2 separate regions of the Capra hircus genome follow, and region 2 is linked to region 1. A link is a contact called in public Hi-C data. All regions are on one chromosome and are shown on one strand. Each heading gives the region's core, a stretch centred on a gene start, on an enhancer-like site or on the middle of the called end of the contact. The rest is flanking DNA. Distances are from core to core; before and after follow the strand shown.

Evidence for each region. Hi-C and Micro-C count contacts between places; a contact is called where the count stands out from the background.
Region 2: a contact with region 1 is called in a Hi-C map of blood, with 6 times the contacts expected there. The contact joins two enhancer-like sites. A contact is called at or near these places in 2 of 5 Hi-C or Micro-C datasets (both in blood).

The regions. Positions count from the first base shown.
Region 1 is chr7:47,987,845-47,994,089 of ARS1.2, reverse strand. No RefSeq gene overlaps it. Among named protein-coding and RNA genes, the nearest start is that of ANXA6, 8.3 kb to the left of the region's middle. Within about 2 kb of position 2,334, at least 2 of the 5 cell types and tissues checked have an H3K27ac peak or open chromatin away from gene starts, as enhancers often do.
Region 2 is chr7:48,026,746-48,033,024 of ARS1.2, reverse strand. ANXA6 (annexin A6) reads right to left here. Exons shown (of 26, transcript XM_005683185.3): 14 at 5,773-5,851; 15 at 4,015-4,096; 16 at 3,344-3,438; 17 at 2,750-2,863; 18 at 1,176-1,266; 19 at 301-380. Among named protein-coding and RNA genes, the nearest start is that of ANXA6, 31 kb to the right of the region's middle. Within about 2 kb of position 3,319, at least 1 of the 5 cell types and tissues checked has an H3K27ac peak or open chromatin away from gene starts, as enhancers often do.

The sequences.
Region 1 (6,245 bases), core at 1,085-3,584:
AATTAAAAAATAAATGAAAATTTAAAAATTGCTTGTCAAGGGCAAATACAGGTCTTAAAGATATTCTCCACAAATAATGAAAGCCTTTATTTAGACATTGTAGGTTGATCCACCCATCCAGCTGCATAATATCTGGTTCTAAAGGGGGTTGTCATAATAGAAAGGGCAGTATGGATAGTCTTCTGCAGGGGATAAATCTCAGTGTTACAAAAAGGATGGATAGCAGGTAGGAGAACATTGTGGTGGACATTCAGAGGAACAGGAAGGAGCAGAGGGAGCTAGCGAGAGCACTCTTAGGACTTCAGAGGATTTTTCCAAAATGGAAATGCTCTGAGATCCCCAACCAAGCATCGAAAGTCTTAACCACTGGATTGCCAGGGAAACCCCACTTACCAATTCTGTATGCAGTAGTGTGTATATGTTAATCCCAAACTCCTAATTTATCTCCCCCCTCTTCCTTTTGATAACAATAAGATTATTTTCTCTGTTTGTGAGTCTGTTTCTGTTTTGTAAATAAGTTCATTTGTATCCTTTTTTAGATTCTGCAAATAAGCTATATCATATATTTGTCTTCCTCTGTCTGACTTACTTCACTTGGTATAATAATTTCTACAAACTAGTGAGTTTTGTATTATACCTGATTAAGGACTAAACTTTTAAAATGAAAACTGTGAGATCTTGTGTCTGTTTGTGTAGATATCTATGTATGTACATTATAAATATAGATATGGTGTTTTTTTCTACGTTCAGATGGTGTTGCTAAAACTAATTTGTAAAAGAGCTCTATTTAATTGGCTTAAAACAAAAAAGCACTGTATAAATTGAGTATATCCCCTGATATATAACAGAAACTAAGCCAAATGTTTTTTAGGTTCACATGATCTAGGATTAATCCACGGTAAATAAAGCTAATTTGTTTACTGGCTTATTCCTATTGGTCTGCTCTTGATAATAAGTGACTGTAAAAGGTAGAGCCTGTTTTGTCAAAATTGCACCTTATTTTCTACATTGTCTTTATCAGGTCTTTAGTCCTCCGGATATTAAAAAAGCTAAATTTTGCTCAGAACTATATAACCTTCTATGTTTGCCTGTGAAGTCATTGTTATTATTATTTAAATGAATAACTAAGTATATTTTCACAATGACCTATGATCCTGTTTGACCAAGTGTTTTGAAAAACTTTGATATTTTTGACAGACTTTCCAAAATGAAATTCTCAACAAAGTCTTTGTGACTTAGAACTAACTCTGAGATTTGAAATATTTCACAGGGTCTCTCAAATCTACCAAAGATTTGTTTTCTCTCCTTGTAGAAAAGGAGATGTTAAACTAATTAGATATGGTATTTAATTGATACCATATGGTATTTAACTGATACCTTATTTGATACGTTACATTACGCGGGAAGCACGGTTTCCCGTGCTGTGAAGAGCAGACTCGGTGGGTTGTTGCAGGTACAGACTTGACTGGAATGGGCTGAGGATTACAAACACCAGCTACTTATTCCAGGAGCTTTGCTGTAAAGGCCAGCAAAGATACGTGGCAGTTTCTGGCAGGAGGATGGGGTCAAGAGGAGGGTTCTGGGTTTTTTTTTAATGATTGGAGGCATCACAGCATATTCACGTGCTGATGGGAACGATCGGATAGAGACGGACAGCACAGATGATGGACAAAGAGTGGGACCTAGGGGACGTCCTTAGTGGCTCAGTAAAGACTTCAAGCTCCCAATGCAGGGGCCTCGGTTTGATCCCTGGTCAGGGAATTAGAGCCCGCAGGCTGCAACTAAAGTTCCCGCATGCAACAACTAAGACCTTTATTTACTTGGTGCAGTCAAATAAATAATAATTTTTTTAAAAATAGTGGAATCTAGTGCGCAAATGTAGGGATTTGCAGTAAGGTTAACTGAAGTTCAGAGAAATTATGGCCTTTGCCCAAAGTCAGCCCAAGGGACTGAGAGCAGGAGTGAAAGCCAGGTCCCCTTAACTGCAGAGCCCAAGGCCTTATTTCCTGAGCTTCAGAAAGAAGTCTAATATATCAGTAATTCTTTTTGAGCCGATCATCTCCTTTCTGGGAATTAATCCTAAGAAATTTTAGTCCAAAGGAAATAGTTTGAAATACAGAGAAAGCTTTTTTAGGCCCAACGGTGTATTTCTTAACTGCAAAAAAGGAAACAAGCTAAGCATCCAGGGACTGTGGAATAGCATATGTCACACAGCCTCACTGGCTGGCGGAAACAAAGCCTGAAAGGAGACAAACAAAGGATGTCTGTGTTAGGAAGGGAGAGCAGGCCACGATGACTTCATGTCTTTGGCGCTGGCCCAAGCCCCCTCCTCCACGGGGTGGCCCTTCCGAAAGTGTGGTGCTGTGACACAGGCCAGCACAAGGGACCGCGATTCCAGACTTCTCACTTCCCTTCGCTGGACTGTGGTTTCTCGAAGATGAGAGAGCTTCAAGATCTGGTTGGTGACGCTAGTTGGTGACGCTGCCTGCCATGCAGGAGAGGTTCAGTCCTTGGGTGGTGAAGACCCCCTGTAGGAAGGTGTGGCAACTCACTCCAGACACTGGCAAGGAACACAGGCGTGCACGCCCCCTGGGGAAGCTTGAGACGGTCCCATACTGCCACCTACTGGCAGTTTCTAGTTCTGCCTGCCTCTGTCCAGAGAGGGGAGCCACTGCTGGGTGGGCCCAGAGATGGGTCTCATTTTATTTTTAAAAAGTTTGGCCGTACTACATAGCTTGTGGGGTCCTAGTTCCCTGGCCAGGGATTTGACTTGGGTTCTCAGCAGTGAAAGTGTGAAGTCCTAACTACCCGACCACCAGGGAATTTCTGGGTCTATTTTATTATTTTTTATTTATATTTTTAGGCCACACTGCACTGCATGTGGGGTATTAGTTCCCTGACCAGGGATCAAACCCACACCCTCTGCATTGAAAGCACAGAGTCTTAACCACTGGAACACCAGGGAGGTCGCCCCAGGTCGCACTTTAACTTCATTTCAGAAAGGCACCCCAGACTGCTCACATGGCAGCCAGGAATAACCTTTCCCTCCACCACTCCTCTAAAGGCCCGTTTCAGTGCCCAGCATTTCTCCATACGACTCGAGGGTCACTTCTGTCTAAGGAAAAGCACATAAGGGGTTTCGCTAGGCACAAAGCAGATTGTTTTCTGCTCTGGGGTCTTACGAAGACACTTAGTTTTGGGCAGGCAGCTCACTGAGAGGATAAAGAGATGGGGAAGCAGTGTACTAAAGGAAGACAGGCTTTAAAATCACAGATCCACTTTTCTCATTGTTTCATTCCTCATTATAAAAATAATGGGTGTTCATTATAGATAATCAAAAGATGAAAAAAAAAATTAAAACCGTGATTTTAAAATCCAAAGATAGCCTACATCATCACATCATTCTTTATCACAACAACAACACCAATAATAGCAACATTTACAGAGAACTTACGTGCCACTGGAGAAGGGAATAGCAAACCACTTCAGTATTCTCGCCTTGAGAAGCCCATGAACAGTATGAAAAGACAAAAAGATAGGACACTGAAAGACGAACTCCCCAGGTCAGTAGGTGCCCAACATGCTACTGGAGATCAGTGTAGAAAAAAACTCCAGAAAGAATGAAGGGATGGAGCCAAAGCAAAAACAACACTCATTTGTGGATGTGACTGGTAATGGAAGCAAGATCCGATGCTGTAAAGAGCAGTAATGCGTAGGAATCTGGAATGTTAGGTCCATGAATCAAGGCAAATTGGAAGTGGTCAAACAGGAGACGGCAAGAGTGAGTGTCGACATTTTAGGAATCAGCAAACTAAAATGGACTGGAATGGGTGAATTTAACTCAGATGACCATTATATCTACTACTGTGGGCAAGAATCCCTTAGAAGAAATGGAGTAGTCATCATAGTCAGCAAGAGTCCAAAATGCAGTACTTGGATGCAATTTCAAAAATGACAGAATAACCTCTGTTCGTTTTCAAGGCAAACCATTCAATATCACAGCAATCCAAGTCTCTGCCCTGACCAGTAACACTGAAGAAGCTGAAGCTGAATGGTTCTATGAAGACCTACAAGACCTTTTCAAACTAACATCCCCAAAAGATGTCCTTTTCATTATAGGGGACTGGAATGCAAAAGTAGGAAGTCAAGAAACACCTGGAGTAACAGGCAAATTTGGCCTTGGAGTACAGAATGAAGCAGGGCAAAGGCTAATAGAGTTTTGCCAAGAAAATGCACTGGTCATAGCAAACACCCTCTTCCAACAACACAAGAGAAGGCTCTACACATGGACATCACCAGATGGTCAACACCAAAATCAGATTGATTATATTCTTTGCAGCCAAAGATGGAGAAGCTCTATACAGTCAGCAAAAACAAAACTGGCAGCTGACTGCGGCTCAGATCATGAACTCCTTACTGCCAAATTCAGACTAAGAAAGTAGGGGAAATGACTATACCATTCAGGTATGACCTAAATCAAATCCCTTACAGTTATACAGTGGAAGTGAGAAATAGATTTAAGGGACTAGATCTGATAGACAGAGTGCCTGAAGAACTATGGATGGAGGTTCATGACATTGTACAGGAGACAGGTATCAAGACTATCCCTAAGAAAAAGAAATGCGAAAAAGCAAAATGGCTGTCTGAGGAGGACTTCCAAATATCTGTGAAAAGAAGAGAAGCAAAAAGCAAAGGATAAAAGGAAAGATATGAATGCAGAGTTTGAAAGAATAGCAAAGAGAGATAAGAAAGCCTTCCACAGTGATCAGTGCAAAGAAATAAAGCAAAACAATAGAATGGGAAAGACTAGAGAACTCTTCAAAAAAATAGAGATACTGAGGGAACGTTTCATGCAAAGATGGGCTCAATAAAGGACAGAAATGGTATGGACCTAAATGAAGCAGAAGATATTAAGAAAAGGTGGCAAGAATACACAGAAGAACTACAAAAAAGATCTTCACGATCTAGATAATCACGATAGTGTGATCACTCACCTAGAGCCAGACATCCTGGAATGTGAAGTCAAGTGGGCCTTAGGAAGCATCACTACGAACAAAGCTAGGGGAGAGGATGGCATTCCAGTTGCGCTATTTCAAATCTTGAAAGATGATGCTGTGAAAGTGCTGCACTCAATATGCCAACAAATTTGGAAAACTCAGCAGTGGCCACAGGACTGGAAAAGGTCAGTTTTCATTCCAATCCCAAAGAAAGGCAATGCCAAAGAATGCTCAAACTACCACACAATTGTACTCATCTCACACACTAGTAAAGTAATGCTCAAAATTCTCCAAGCCAGGCTTCAGCAATACATGAACAGTGAACTTCCAGATGTTCAAGCTGGTTTTAGAAAAGGCAGAGGAACCAGAGATCAAATTGCCAACATCTGCTGGATCATGGAAAAAGCAAGAGAGTTCCAGAAAAACATCTATTTCTGCCTTATTGACTATGCCAAAGCCTTTGACTGTGTGGATCACAATAAACTGTGGAAAATTCTGAAAGAGATGGGAATACCAGACCACCTGACCTGCCTCTTGAGAAATGTATATGCAGTTCAGGAAGCAACAGTCAGAACTGGACATGGAACAACAGACTGGTTCCAAATAGGAAAAGGAGTACATCAAAGCTGTATATTGTCATGAGAAGTGCTGGGCTGGATGAAGCACAAGCTGGAGTCAAGATTTCTGGGAGAAATATCAATAACCTCAGATATGCAGATGACACCATGCTTATGGTAGAAAGTGAAGAAGAACTAAAGAGCCTCTTGATGAAAGGTGTAAGAGGAGAGTGGAAAAGTTGGCTTAAAGCTCAGCATTCAGAAAACTAAGGTCATGGCATCTGGTCCCATAGCTTCATGGCAAATAGATGGGGAAACAGTGGCAGACTTTTTGGTCTCCAAAATCATGGCAGATGGTGATTTCAGCCATGAAATTAAAAGATGCTTACTCCTTGGAAGGAAAGTTATGACCAACTTAGACAGCATTATTAAAAAGCAGAGACATTACCTTGCCAACAAAGGTCCATCTAGTCAAGGCTATGGTTTTTTCCGGTAGTCACCTATGAATGTGAGAGTTTAACTATAAAGAAAGCTGAGCCCCGAACTGATGCTTTTGAACTGTGGTGTTGGAGAAGACTTTTGAGAGTCCCTGGGACTGCAAGGAGACCCAATCAGTCTATCCTAAAAGAAATCAGTCCTGAATATTCATTGGAAGGACTGAGGCTGAAGCTGAAACTCCAATACTTTGGCC
Region 2 (6,279 bases), core at 2,070-4,569, 38 kb before region 1:
TTGGATGATGACACAGGGAAAGGTCACCCACAATGGCTCTGAACTGTCAGCTGGGGGCCCAACAAGCCAGGCTAAGAGCAATCAGGGAGGGCTGCTTGGAGAAGGGGGCACTAAGTCAGCTTTGAAAAGTGAACAATGGAGAAGGCGTTGTAACTGCCTCAACGGTAAGAATCTTAGGAGGCAGCAGGGGAAGACATCCTCTTTTCATCAGGAGTGAACCCCCTGCCTCTCGTTGTAGCAACCCTTCCCCCTCCAGGGCCCCAGAGGGCCAAGCAGGTCTGGAGCCGTGAATTCACCCACCGTGGCCAGAGAGATGAGGATCCTCTTGAAGTGGCCGGACGTGTCTGAGCTCAGAGCATCCTCCAGGGACTTGTGATAGTCTGAGACAGAAAAAGGAGGTGTGAGTGGCTGCTGGCCAAGAGTAGGGGAGGGGTCCAAGAAGCACAGATTTAAGCCAGAGCAGTGCTGGCAGGGTGGTGGGGATGAAGGAGTTTGTCGTTGGCTCCTGGGGGCCACCAGCCACCCTGCTATTGATTTGCCATGGGTCCATCACCTCACTCTGCCCCTGTCCCTGCTAAGAGCTCGGTGCATCTCCCCTTCCCCAGACAACAGCCTCCCTGTCTTCACTCTCTCCTACCTCCCTCCTGCATGGCAGTGGCTGAACACAAAAGAATAGCTCTGATCACGCCACTGCCCTGCTCAAAGGTTCTACCATTTTAAAGCTGTTTAGAAGACAAAAGCCTTAAACATTTTTGACTGATGCTCAAGGTTCTTCAGAATAACACAGAAGCACTTACTAAAAAGTTATGAAGAATTGCAAGATGGTGATAGTAAAGCATGCAAACAGACACAGGGCCTTCTGAGCACGGGGCCCTGTGTGCGTGCACAGGCCACACACCTGTGAAGCCACCCTCCCGTCTCCAGGGGCCTGGGTGCTCTCTCCCCAACTCCCAGTCAAAACCCTCTCCTACCTCCAGGCCTTTGTCCTCCTGGGACTCTCTCTGAAGCACCCTCCCCCAGGCACAGGGCTCGGCGCACCCAAGGGGTTTATCACAGCCTTGTGGCCTGAAGTGGGGAGGTGGGGCAGGGCTAGAGGGTGACGTCAGGAACCTGGGGGGCCTGGCTCTTCCCCAGGGGCTCCCCGCAGCACTGGGCCACAGGTCTCCCGTACTCACCCTCCTTGTAGGCCTCTTTGATGGCCTGGATTTCGGCGTTGGTCCGAGTGGCCAGGATCTCGATGAGAGCCTTTTCATCTGTGCCAGCTCCCTAGAAGGTCAAGGCAAAGAGGATCTAAAGCACATCCCTGACCCCTGTGGAGAGGCCCAAGGGGCCCAGGTCAAAGAGACTCCTAGTCCAGAACACTGTGCAGGTCAACACTCAGATCAAGCCTCCCTCATGTTCTCTTTACCCACTGACCAGACCTTGGCGCAATCAAAGGACTACACCAGCTTGTAAAGATTTCCAGAACCCCCCACGAGAACTGCTTTGGACCAAAAATTTTAAAAAGCAAAGAATATAGCGTATACGGGTGTGTGTGTATAAAAACGCTTATATGCACATATCTCAATATAAATATTTATATATAAATACATAAAAAGGATAGAGGACATGCACCACGGTGTAACAGTGGCCGTGGTCTCGGGCGGGTGAGGGAATCACGGATGATTTCAATATTCTTTTTTGCTCTGCTCTATTTTCTCAAGTTTTCATGGTAAACACATTATTTGTCAGAAGAAAAAAAAATGTTCTGTGCTTTAAGGAAAACAACAAGGCAATATTTGCTTACATCTGGATTGGATGGGTGATACATGGACTGAGGCAGCTGGGGAGCCCCTTATGCTGAGGTCCTCACTTCGGCGGAGAGGAGGAAGCAGACAAGACAGGTTGACTGACTGATGAGCTCAAGTATCTGCTAAACACCCATTATGTGCCAGTCACTGTGTAAGCTGCTGGGGCAATGACTATAAAAAAGGTAAGACTAAAAAGGTAAGACAATTCTCTGTCTTGGGAGGTTACTGCCCAGGGGTCAAGCGTCCCTGAGTCCTCTGACCTGAAGGGTATCTTCATCAGTCTATTAAAAGTTGGTGTGGGGACTTCCCTGGCTGTTGAATTAAGACTCCACACGTCCAAGACAAAGGGCGTGGGTTCAATCCCTGGTTGGGAAACTAAGATCCTACATGCTCTTACAGTGTGGCCAAAAAGTTAAGAGATAATGAAAATAAAAGCTGATGTGTGGTGAGGACAGCCTGATCCTCAGAGTGTCCTAAGATCCACAGTGTAGCCCTATCCTTCTCATTTTGTGTTTTTAAGTCATCCACTTTTCTGTCCAGGAATTTTCAGGACAATAATCTTAACTGGCTTTGCCCAGGGAAAGTTTGTTCTTCCCTTAATCTTTAAGGAGCCTAAAACCCCAGCGGATTGATTCATGAGGCTGTCACATCAGGCTCTGGAGACAGACAGACTTGATCTGAATCCCAGCTCTGCCACTTTCCAGGGCTTCGACTCTGTGACCAAGTAACTTAAGCGCTGAGCCTTAGCGTCCTCATCTATAACATGGGGACAAAAGCAAAGCCTCACCTTGTGGGGTGACAAGACAAGGAACTACCAGCCAAGACCCCGAGCCCAGGACAGGCATGGGAGGGGCTCCACCGAGGAGCTACACCCAGCCCACCTGGGCTCAGGAGGAGCGCCTGTGCTCCCCCAGCGCCCACACAGACTGGACCCCGTCCCCTGGGTGCCCACACTTTACCTCCATGGCTTTCTTCAACTGCTTGGCATCATAATGGGCCGGCGGCATCATGAGCCCCAGAATGAGCCTTGCCAGGTCTCCGGAGAGCTCAGACTTCAGGTCAGCCATCAAGTCCTGCAGAGGGCAGAGCCAAGGTCACGTCAACATCGGCAATGGCCCACACGTGGCTTGGGACAGGTAGGAGACACGGAAGGAGGAGGTGGGGCTCCACAGGATATAGGAATCGTGGGCGTCTGTGTCTGCCTTGGCTGATGTTGGGTTCAAAACCACCACCACCACCACCGCCACAACCACAAAGAGGGTGGAGAAAACACCATGCAAGCGGGGGACCTGCCCACTCTCCCTGGAAGGAGGAGACAGGGAAGGAAAGGGGGTGGTACCATTTCCATCCTGGGAGAAACTAGTCAGCCAAAGCTAGATGCCACTAACACAGCTCAAATCCCTGATCGCAGCCCTAAGGGGAACCAGTCACAAACATACTGCTGATCACAGGGAACGCGGGGTGCAGCGGGAAGGAGAGGCGTGTGTCCACGCCAAGCTCCGTCAGAGGAAAAGTGCGGACGCAGGGCCCAGGGTCTAGGCTGAGGCCCTTACCCGGCCAAAGTGAGACTTGAAGGTCTGGCGGATTTGCTGCCGCTGGGCATTGCTGCGGTGGGCGATGATGTCGATGATGGTGTCCTCGTCAGTTCCTAAGACCCCAAAGCCACAGATCAGAGGAAGGCCTTGGCCCCCACCTCCCCCAGCGATGGGCCCCAGCCGTCTTTGCTGGGGGAGAGGCCAGGCTAGCCAGCTTAATGGCCCTGCAGGAGCCTTGCTTCTGGCCCAATCACTAACCTGGATTCCTTGTGCACTTTTCTGCTGGGTCACTAGTCAAGATAAAAGAGAACCCTGGGTTGAGGGTCAGGGCCTCTGAGTTCCAGTCCTGGGATACTGAGAACCCTAGATGGGTTATGGGGCTTGCTCAAAGTCACATGGTGAGTTAGCAATAAAGCCAGAGCAAAAACCCTACCTCAGCACTTCTATACCAGGACCTGGGAGCACCTTGGTCTCTGGGAAGGGTCCTGAGAAAGCCCCTCACTACCCTTCTCTCTATACTTCAGGGAGCCAGAGATTCCAGAGGGCTGGAGACTCAAGGCAAATAAAGTCCTCATCACCCTGCAGACTCCAGTCTGAAGCCTCAGCTCTTGCCCCTGCCGGTCCCATTGCAGACCCGCTACCCTCCAATGCCCCAGAGGCTAACCTGACCCCTTTCAGGTGCCCCTTACCAAGCCCCTTCATGGCTTTCCGCAAGGCTTTGGCGTCTGCATCAGGGTTGAAGTCACCAGCTGGGCGCACAGTTCCTTTCAGCTACAAGAGGCAGAAAGTGAGTCAGCAGGTGTCTGGAGGCCCCCCAGGGGCCAGGCCAGGAGAGGAGCATGCGAGGGAGGGGAAGCTTTCCCCAAGAGCCCCAAACCAAGCAGCTTGGGGGAAAAGGCGGGGGTGAAGGCGCAGCAGACAGACTCCTGCCCTAGAGCTGAGAGAGGGAGGAGACAGACCCAGGCTTGGGAGCAGGGCAGGGGCTGTCAAGGGCAGAGGGGCCGGGCTCCTGCCCCAAGAGCCAGCTCTGGCCCCGCCCCACTGGAAACCAGGCTCTCACAACCCAGCCCTGCTCCCAGGGTCCTCTTATTTCATAGAGCAACGCTCTCCCTGAAAAGGTAAGCAAAATGTTCTGAAATACTGGAACAGAGCTGCCCAGATTTCAGTCACCCCTGAATGATCTTCCCAGTGTTTTCTGTATCTGCGCATGCCCTATGCTGTTTCTTAACATTTTAACTTAATTCAGCCACTTTTCTGTTTTACTTAAATGCATTCATTTTGAAGTGCACTGAATACTCCTAAAGGGCAAGTCCATTTCATTCTTTGATATAACGCGAGTACCTGACACAGGGGTAAGCACTCAAAAAATATCTGCTCAATGAGTTAACAAATGAAAACAATTTTATATTACTATTATGAACAGAAAGTTGGTGTCATAATCAGATAACCCACAAAAATAAATGCCATAAAACCAAAAATATATGGTTTCAAATATCACCAAATTTAACAAGATACCATGGCTTGCCAAGAGCTCTGAACCTGAAGCTAGCTCTCAGCTCGTCATGAAAAGAGAACATCAGCGACTGTGGCAAGGATGTGGCACCAAGCTGAGACTTCCTCCTCGACATTAACAATAATTGATTACTGATTTAAATATTGGTTAAACCAAAGTGGAGTAGCTTTCACACTGCATGAGGATCAGTGTTATTTAATGCCATGCAGGTCTCTCCCCAACAAAAAGAACACAATTCACTCCTCATATGACGTAAGATCATCTTCAGTGACAGCTCTTGCCTTACAACTTGGGAAACACTGTCCTAGAGCATCGTGCACAGGAGCCCTTGGAGGGCACGCGGACTGCCATGTCCAACAGCCTCTTTTTGGAGACAGAGACAGAGAGAGGTGGGGGCCTGCCAAAGGTAGCTAGCGAGTGAGCAATAGAGTCCAAGGTTCCAAATATTTTTGTAGGGGCCAAGTGCTACCTCGGGGCTGGTTTGCCCTGAGGACTTCTGTGAAACTTTTTATTTTTGCCCTGTGTAGACCCTGGGTCTGAGGATGCTCAGGAGAACTAAGAATCCTCTAGTACACCCAGGGATGCCCATCTGTTCTCAGCTTCCATGCCTCCAAAACCCAACTACTGGACCCAGGATGGGATAGGCCCCTCCAAAGAACCAACCAAGTCTCCATTCAGCAAGATCTGAATGTAGTTAGTGGGCCAGAAGGCTCCCCAGCGTGTTAGAGGTGAATGCAGGAATCAGATGCCAACACCAGAGTGCCCGCCCACCAATCCATCACTGCAGAGAAGAGGAAGCTTAGAGACGTGAGACTCGGTGTCTCTGGTTGGCCACCAGGGGGCAGCTGGGTGCCAACCAGAGCAGCAGGAAAGTGCCAGCAGAAGAGTGGAAGCTGTGGTCAAGAGGTCAAGCAGGAGGTGGGGAGGGTCTGACCTCTACTCGGGCCACTGCACTAAGTTCCCACATCTGATAGGCCACCTGCGCTGCCTCCGGGAAGAACTGGCCAGCAGCACTGGAATGGAGGGTGTTAGGGAGAGGACAGGAGGGAAGGTCATCGTGGGCACACTTCACACACAACACACACACACACTTCAAGTAAACCCATCTGGCTTTACCCTCTCTCCAGCCGCGGCCTTACCCACTCACCAGAGCCGACCCTTCACCTCTGAGAACCTTCTACCCTGTTTCGACTCCCGACAATGCTAGCTCTGACCAGCAGCCTTCCTGGCCCCCAGTCCCAGGCAGGAGATTTCTCGAATCCCTCATCCTCCCCTTTCCTACATAAGTCTCCCCTCTCAAACACGTCCACGACCAGCTTCGAGCCATGTCATCTCTACCTCTCCTTCTGCCAAGCACCTTGGTTTACCAGCTGCCAGGTAAGTATCTGCTGAACTGAACCAGCTCCTAAGGCACCTACCAAAGGTAAACAGGAGGCTCTCG